Regions from separate parts of the Bicyclus anynana genome. Here region 2 is linked to region 1. A link is a contact called in public Hi-C data. All regions are on one chromosome and are shown on one strand. The core of a region is the stretch at or near the end of the contact, and the rest is flanking DNA. Distances in the headings are between cores, read along the strand shown. Region 1 holds the start of LOC112058353 (kelch-like protein 10). Region 2 holds the start of LOC112058363.

What was found. Hi-C and Micro-C count contacts between places; a contact is called where the count stands out from the background.
Region 2: a contact with region 1 is called in a Hi-C map of whole body, with 4 times the contacts expected there. The contact joins the promoter of LOC112058363 here to the promoter of LOC112058353 in region 1. A contact is called at or near these places in 2 of 2 Hi-C or Micro-C datasets (whole body and whole larva).

The regions. Positions count from the first base shown.
Region 1 is chr21:7,822,041-7,826,315 of ilBicAnyn1.1, forward strand. LOC112058353 (kelch-like protein 10) reads left to right here and starts at 2,852. Exons shown (of 5, transcript XM_024099120.2): 1 at 2,852-4,275. It overlaps LOC112058351 (DNA repair protein RAD51 homolog 1), which reads right to left and starts at 997. Exons shown (of 7, transcript XM_024099116.2): 1 at 811-997; 2 at 1-124. The coding sequence starts at 897.
Region 2 is chr21:8,072,590-8,077,130 of ilBicAnyn1.1, forward strand. LOC112058363 reads left to right here and starts at 1,868. Exons shown (of 3, transcript XM_024099134.2): 1 at 1,868-4,438. The coding sequence starts at 2,075. It overlaps LOC112058362 (chromosome-associated kinesin KIF4), which reads right to left and starts at 1,122. Exons shown (of 20, transcript XM_024099133.2): 1 at 219-1,122; 2 at 1-153.

The sequences.
Region 1 (4,275 bases), core at 1,602-4,101:
CCTTCGCCTCTGATATGCCTTTTATTGTGATCAACCATTTCATAGGTGCGTATGCCACAGACTCAACCGTATGGTATCCCGCTTCTTCCAACTTTTTAATATCTCCAGATGTGATTCCATTTCCCTTGAAATGTTAACATAATGTATTTATTATCTTCTAAAAAACTATACTACTATTTATTTATTGACAAGTGTAGGAACAAAAGTGTTATGATATGATCAGATCAGATGATATGATCAGAGATCCCGCAGACAAAGATTTTATAGGTATTAGATATGTCAGTAGTACGTCAAAATTGAGGCAAACAAAGGTGGCTAATTGTCTTCATTTTGTTTAGTCGCTCAGTAAACATTGAAAGTTATAATAGCTACAATGTCGAGTTGTGTGTAAGTAATTTATGTGAACACAAATTTGTGCATGTTTGCGCTATGTGGAGTGGAGTAGCTAATTTCGGATAACTATTTACGGTTTACGGTGATTTTATAGGAACGTTAGTCATTACATAATATCTAATATGAAAATATATCGTTGCCTGCAGTACATTATGGTTGTTTTCTCAATGCTAAATAGCTAAATACGTAAAAATCAAAATCCAACAGTTGTAACCAATCCAATAGAACTAAAGCAAATAGACAGAAGACAGAACAGTAGAAATTAAAACGTTACACGAAGTTGAACAGTACATATTTAATATAAAATTATAAATTTATATATAACAATTCAAACATTTAGCGCCAAGAGATTATTATTAATGTCTAAACTAGACTAAATAATGTGCAGCGCGGGAATAGGCAACACAAGATTTTTACTTCTAATTTTGTAATTAACTGGGGTCCACATTCTTCTAGGTCCTCGTCAACGGTTACGGTTGCAGCTGATGCTGTAGCAGCAGTCATTTGTTTGTTAATTATTACAACCCGAACACAAAAGATTCAAAATAAATTATCGCGAAAACATGAAAGACTGCACCTCAGCACTATTTTTTTTTTTAACTAGCCATAGAGTAAAGAATAGAGCACACTCACAGATTATTAAATACTACGACCCTTAGATATATAAACTACGACCACACTGCACAGATCAAAGAGTATAATAAGTTTATGGGAAAAAAGAGCCCACTTGAAGATTTTTGAAGTTTTTTTGTGTTTGAAGCGCCAACTGCAGTTTGGAACAGTTTACTTAAATAAGTTAGTAAACTCTATTCAAAATCCGAGTTCCAGAAACCATAACAAATATGGCGTCAGATCAACTGTCACTGTTTGTCACTGTAGCCATAGTGAAGTGAAACATGAATTGATTATTAGTGTATGAACGATTGAATGAATAATCAACCAACTGCTGCAAATACTAACCGTTTCAATTATGTTATAAATTACCTTGAGACGTTGTAAACAGCATGTAAATTATAGATCTTTGAATACGGATCTTTATTTATTTTCTTTATGCCGTTTTTAACCAGTCAGGACATTGAACAGTATACTAGATCGAATATAATGAATTATAATGTTAATATTCTAGAGTATTAGGATCTATAGTGTTTTTCAGATAGCATGGGTACGGTGACAGTTCGTTTAACTTTCGCCGCGATTCACGATAGTATGTATTATGATCATTTTATGGCAACTGTCACCGTACCCATGCTATCTAAAAAACACTTTAAGCAACTTTTGATAGTTCTACGTTCTTCCACATGAGTGACTCAGTCACTTGTTAAACATTTGACAGATCAATGTCATTGCATCTTTATTTGCTGCAAGGCCGCCATCTTGTTGTGTTGTCAAATGTCCGTGAAGAAAAGCAAATCGTCAATCCAGGTAGTAGTCCAGTCCAATCGTAGAGCAAACAGAAATTCAATAAACAAGCCAAAATCCAAATAATAAATAAAGGGCACCAGAAAACATCCGAAACGTACAACATCAAGAGAAGCAGCGAAACGAATGATGATTTTGAAATACTTATTAAACTCTTTGATTTTGACGCTTGGCGCTTGACGGTGTTACCAACTTTTGAAAATATTTTCAAGGAGATGGTATTTTTAGGACAGTTATATGTATTAAATATCATTATAATAAAAAAATACGAGGATTTTATCAAAAATTAAATTATTGCCTACTTGAATCATGAATGAACAATCATGAAAATATTAATTAATCCGCCGGTATTACACTTAAGAGCATTGCATTTTTGGAGAGAATAAATATTATTATCACCAAATTAAAAGTGAATTCGAAATTTTAATGCCTGTTCAATCTTTAATTAACCACTGTATTTATTAATATACAAGTAAAGCTTTGTCAATTGCATTATATTTTTTTAGCGTTTAACATATTGTATAGTTTTAAGACCAATTAGAGTCTGACTAATGAAAGTAAAGACTGAAATCGCTCGCCATTTTTCTTAAATAATATTGAAAATTACTGATGCGACGGTTCGTGTCGTACTGACTCGAATGACAGAATGTATCCATTTTTTATTTCGTATTTGTTGCAGCTACGACAACGTCATGTTCCGTACGTTCCATCTGTATAATATTCATTAATCTGTGTATTAATAGTAAAAAATAGAAGGCTAATTTATTTTGTTTTATTTCATTACAAGACCACATTAAAAAATATTTGATTTTATAATCGATTTTGATGGTTCCTATCATTCACTCTATGGTTCATTATTAATTTCAAGCCCTAGTACATCTGTCAATTTTGTATGTCAAACTTGTCAAAGGTATTCAGTTAGTTATTCGTCTGTGACTTCATTTACGGCATGTTTTAGTGTTTCGTTAAAATATTACTTTAAACTACTAATTTTGAGTTACTTTTATGTATAATATAAACTTCAAATGATTCACTTTAATAAATAAGACCTTTATGAGTGATTATTATATGCAACAGTGAAAATTTCGTTTTCAAAGTTAAAGTTCGTATATGGGGTTTTTTGTTTACCCTTTTGGAACTCGGATTTTGAATGGATATTAAATATTTTTGTCGGTTTTTCTACAATGTGTCCCTAAGCGACACAAAAGAGTAGAAAATGAATGACGGCGGCGGGCGCTTTAATCACCTTTATTGTCGTTCTTCTTGTACATATATATGTGTACAAGATGTACTGTCTGTGGCGTAACCCTGTGTTCTGTCATCCACTTAGGACCGCAACTACCTTGATACTTGATAATAATTAAATAATAGATCTTTGTGATAATGTGATGCTGCCACTCAGATTATTAGTTCCATTCATTTTTATTAACTTCTACAGTCTCTTTTATGTCGCACTACATAAATTGAATCATGGAATTCATCATTAACAACCCATACTCTTGCTAGCGGGTTAGCTAATAGTCCGCCATGCTGGCCCAATGTTGATTGACAGACTTCACACAGGTAAATAATAATTAAGATAGAATTATCTTCTTATCTTCTGGTTTCCTTACGATGTTTTTCCTTCACTGTTTGAGACACGTGATATTTCATTTTAATGCAAATAACTGAAAAGTTGAAGGTGCATGCCCCGGACCGGATTCGAACCTACGCCCTCCGAATCGAAAGCAGATGTCATATCCACTGGCATATCGCGGCTCTATTTCATAGAATTACGCTATTCGCTTAGACCATTAATAACTGGACGTGGTTCGCTAACCGTTACCCCTCTGGCAAAGATCAAAAATCTATGATCTAATGCGTTTATAAAAACTGTTGCTAAAGAATCGATGTTTCATTGTTGTAATCGTCGTGTAAGGAGCTCCCTAAAAATGCCGGTTTGGCATAAAAAAGGTCAAAAACTTGTAGTTTAGTAAAATATGGAGTAATGTTTCATTTGAAAGTATTTAAACCTTAATTTTATCAAATTTTTAATAAAAATAATTTATAAAAAGAATCGATTCTTTTGACGAAACAGCCAAACATCGATGAGTAATCGAATATTCTATGTATTTAATCTGTGGATAGTCTAAGCAATGTCACAGTAAATATGCAAGCAGTAGTTTGACAGAACAACAACAACAGAAACAGATACACTAACAGAACAACAGAAACAGATGATACACTAACAATATACTAACATAAAAAAAAATTAAAACTGTTACTCTTATTTATTGAAAAACTTGTTTAATGTAATAATGTAAGGAATAATAAAGGCTTTGAAATTGAGAAAAACATAAGGGATTAAAGGCTAACATAATCTACGGAACCCTACACTGCGCGTGGCCCGACACGCACTTGACCGCTTTTTTAATATTTGGTCACGTAGTGTGGAGGTAATACCTAGATGGCATCACCAAAATA
Region 2 (4,541 bases), core at 618-3,117, 250 kb after region 1:
AGTCCTTGGCTAAACTAATCCAATCTCAGTCCACACCAGCTAAACTATTTTACATGTTCCATTGATGGCCGATAGTCAGACAACGTCAGACTTATTTCAATTTTTTAATTTTTAATATCTTTGCATCTAGCCAGTGCCGACAGCTTTCTAAAACTAATTCATCATCATATAATTAACATTTATTTTTTAGTAAATACGACCGTAGAAACATTACTTACTAAAGTGTGATTCTGATTGCACGTTGTAACGAACCCTGTAATTCCGTATACTTTAAAGTGGTAACACAGTAAAGTAAGCACAAAGTACAAGCTAATTAGCGCTAATTCATTATATTTTAATTTTACTTATCACTCTTTTTGCCTGTTTATAACGAAAAAACAATCATGATTCAAGAAATTTAAAAGTCAATTTTTAAAAGTAAACGGCTCGAGCGTAAGCTGAAAAACCACAGACTAGAGGTGAGGCGTATATACTGGAGCAGGTCTTAACACTAGGTTTGTTGGAAGACGTATGGCGTACGAGTACGGAGCAGGGACTTATACACGTATTAAGCGTATTTAGAAGTACCGAGTACCGAGGAGCGCAAGACGTCAACAGAGTGCGAGTCCAATACTCGCAAATACTCTAACGGTCCAACCAATGCGGGACGTGTTCAGAGACGCGTTCGATTAGTAATGTGTGAGTGAGAGACTTCTATCAATGCCGAAAGAAAATAGACTTTGTTGTCTAGACATAAGACCGGTTTTTCAACGCAATAAACACTTCATACTCCAACAGACAAAACATCGCGAGACGCGTTCCCGGACGCGTTCGTTTAAGAATGTGTGAGTGACGTCCCATTGCCGATGAAAAATTGTCTTTACTTTATCAAACATAAGACCGATTTTTTAACGCAGTATACACTTAATACTCTTAATACTCCAATATTTGGAGTCCCTGATTTTAATCCTTATTTTAAAAACATAATGTTTATTTGTTTTAGTATGATTATTTATCCGCTAAAGTAACAAGTTAATGTAACCCGACAGTATCATGAGGTAATATTAAAAGAAATAACTAAATAATAAAATTAAATTGAAATTTTGAAATTAATGACTGAAATATTTTTGTTTGCAATTTTTTTTCTTTTTTTTGTGCATTACAAAAACCAAAAATAGTTGAAGAAACCAATTGAAAAAAACAAAATAAAAAGACAAAAATGATTTTCTGTTACCCGGGATCGAACTCAGGATTCAATTTTTTTGTACCGTGCGTACATACCACTAGTCCAAATGACTACGTAAAACTCGTTTGAAATTAATGTACGCTCAGTATCAGATAATATGACGTAAAATCGCTGGCCACTGAGTATTTAGGAGTACGTATCTATTCTATAGGTCCTAATGGCTCGTACTTCTAAATACTCGTGGAGCTAGTCTTTGGAGCGCGTCTCTCGGCGTACTCGTACTCGTAACACTCAGTACGCGTTTTAGCACAAACGGCTAAAAAGTTTTAGCGAGTACGACTCACCTCTACCACAGACCACAAATGAAGCTGAAAAACAACGGTTTAATTTTTTTCAAGGGGCAACTTTAAATGTTGCCCTGCCCCATCGTTAATCGTAGACAGAGAAAACGTGACCAGCAAACTTTTTAAAATATTGGGGCGTTATGGAGGGATTTGGAGTATCAAACATTATTACTACTACTCCCTACTTCAACGTTACGTTTTGGTATTGTTTAACGTGCAGCACATAATAATTATTTAGATTATTGAGGCTTAAATTAGCTAGTACTCAGAGCCGTAAAAATAAAACAATATTGTCTATTGTTTTGTTTAATTTATAACCTGTGGAAGTTATTTTTGGTTTGTTTTGTCTTTGTCATTTGTCTTGTCATTGTCATTTGTCAAACGAAAAAAAACGAGCGAAAATAATCTAAATTTTAGAAAAGCAAGCAACTTTTATTAATATACAAAACTTGATTCCTGTAAGTCTAAACATAGTATTAAGTGAAATAATCAGCATAAATGGTTATTCTCGCAATCATTTTCGTGTGCTAATCTGAAATGTAATACAGTAAACGTAGTCTGCGCCATGCCATCCAAAACAAGAAGCGCTAGAGCTACAAAGGCTTCGAAAGAAAACATAAGTGTAGTAAGAACAACTAAAGCGTCTAAAGTGACGGGTAAAGCTTTGAAAGCGAGAAAACCTTTAGCGGATAAAACGAATTCGGCGTCCGATGATAATGCTTCACTTTCAGAAAAACTTACAAATCCTGTAGGAAGTGTGACTAATAAGAAAATAAAAGATGTTTGCGAGGACTATACGGCAAGACCGCGTCGCGCTCGATGTCTACCAACTCGGTATAAGGATAATAGTACCTTAGTGAATCTATCAAACAGTTTAATTTCATCACCAACTAAAGTAGAATCTCCAGGATTTCAAATTTCTGAACCACTAACAAAGTCTAAAGTTGGCAACAAACCAGTAACGCAGAATCCAGCATGTAAAGCGACAGTTTTAGCTAAAAAGAAAACATCACCAGTGAAAAAGGTAAACTTGTTAACACTAACTAAAAGTCCTGTTAAAACTCTCGATTGTAGCTTAGTGAACAACAGGCCAAAGAGAATTTGTCGGCTCCCAACCAAATATGAAGACCACTCAGTTAGCCCTAACAAGTATGTACCATTACAACCTATTAATGCTAGTACCCCTTTAGCAACTAAGACCAAGAAGATAAACAAAGAAAATGGTGAAGATTCTTTAAATGTTTCACCAGTATTGCACAAGAAAGCTCCTAGACAAAGAGCTCTGAAAAACAATGAAATACAAAAGATTATTGCTGATCCTAACAATAATGCCAAAAAGAACAAAGATAAGAAATCACCAAATACATCAGTTAGCACACCTGACAAAATATTTAAAGCAAGGGCTTCAGAAAAAGCCACAAACAAAAACACATCTATAAGATTATTGGATGATAAGAATAGGCGAAAAAGAGACTCAAGTAAACTTGATGTATATGAATTCACTTTTGATCCTGATGAAGAACCTCGTCCAGCTAAGAAAAAGAAGAAGCAGGCTCCAAGGAAACCTAAACCTAAAACTGGGAAAACTAAACCTCAGACTGTTACTATAAAGACTAATTATGACAAGAATCTAGCTAAAGCTCTGGCTGCATTGAAAAATGTTGTCTCATCAAAATCTAATACTGACACAGTCAAACAAAATCAAGAAGTAGCAACGACTGTTAAAGAAAATGTTAAGAATGTTGTTAACAATCTCATAACAAAATCACCTGTCCACATTAATAATTTCAGTTCAGTTGCAGATCACAGTGAGGCTGCAGAAAAAAATTATAATTCAGTCAGAGTAGAAGACATTGCTCGTGATTTTCAAATTATGGAAGATGATCATTCTTTTGATTATTCACCTGTTAACTCACCATGCCGACCAAAAACACCTGTGAATGAAAATAATTGTAATACCAATAAAGACCAGAGCAACATTGCTGATCCTCTTAACTTACGTGAAGATGTAAGTTTCTTTGATGAAGTTCCTGTAGCCTGTAGCAGTATGAATGTATCTGTGAGACATCCTCAGGCTAGTCCTTGGAGGGCAGAGTTTGGTAGTTTACCTATCAAGTGGCAGGTCAACACATATGTCAAATCGAATATGACACCAGCATTTGAAAGCTCATTTATTAATTTCAATGATGACAATAGTAAGAAAAAGCATGTGTACACAAACATGGTGCCAGAAGTAAATGATCCATTACCTCAAGTAGATAATACCTCCAATTTGAAACAGACAAGTATTATATCCTTCATTAAAGAAGTTGTTGAGAGAAATGCAAATAAAAAGAACAAAAAATCAACTCCTGTTAAAACTAATTCTCTATTTGAAGATTTAAGGAGCACATCTATTGTACATAAGACTCCTAATAAAGAAACTCCATTGAAAGATAATGATGTTCAAATAACTCCACATTCAAATGAATACCAGAATAATGCTAGTGATGTATCAAGCGAAAAAGAACCATCAACTAATAAAGAAAACAGTATAGAAACTATTAAAACACCAAATGGAAATAAAAATGCAAATAGAAATAATACATATTTTGGTTTCGATGATACAGAAGACCAGGAAAATGTTTTACCAATCAAGATTAACAGCAAAGCTAAGTCATTAAGGTCACGCACAAGAGGCATTCTTCAAGAAATAAACACACTTAAAGGTCCAACTAGAGCAATTTCACCAGTTGCTGCCAAGTCAAAGCCTAGATATAGAAATGAAATTAAGCATGCAACAGAACCTCCAGTATTCCCTCAAGTTGCAGTTTCTAAAAACAATACAAATACACAAGAATCATGTTTGCCAGATAATTTGACAAATACTGACGACCAGTCTGTGCATTTGTTTGAAGATTTAGATTTGTTAGAGATACACCATCCCAAGGTAAGCAACCGTTTTAGTACGGTAACAATTATAACTGTTTTTGTTAATTTTAATTTATATTATGTGCATCAATGAATCTAAACATCAACAAAAAATTTAAGTA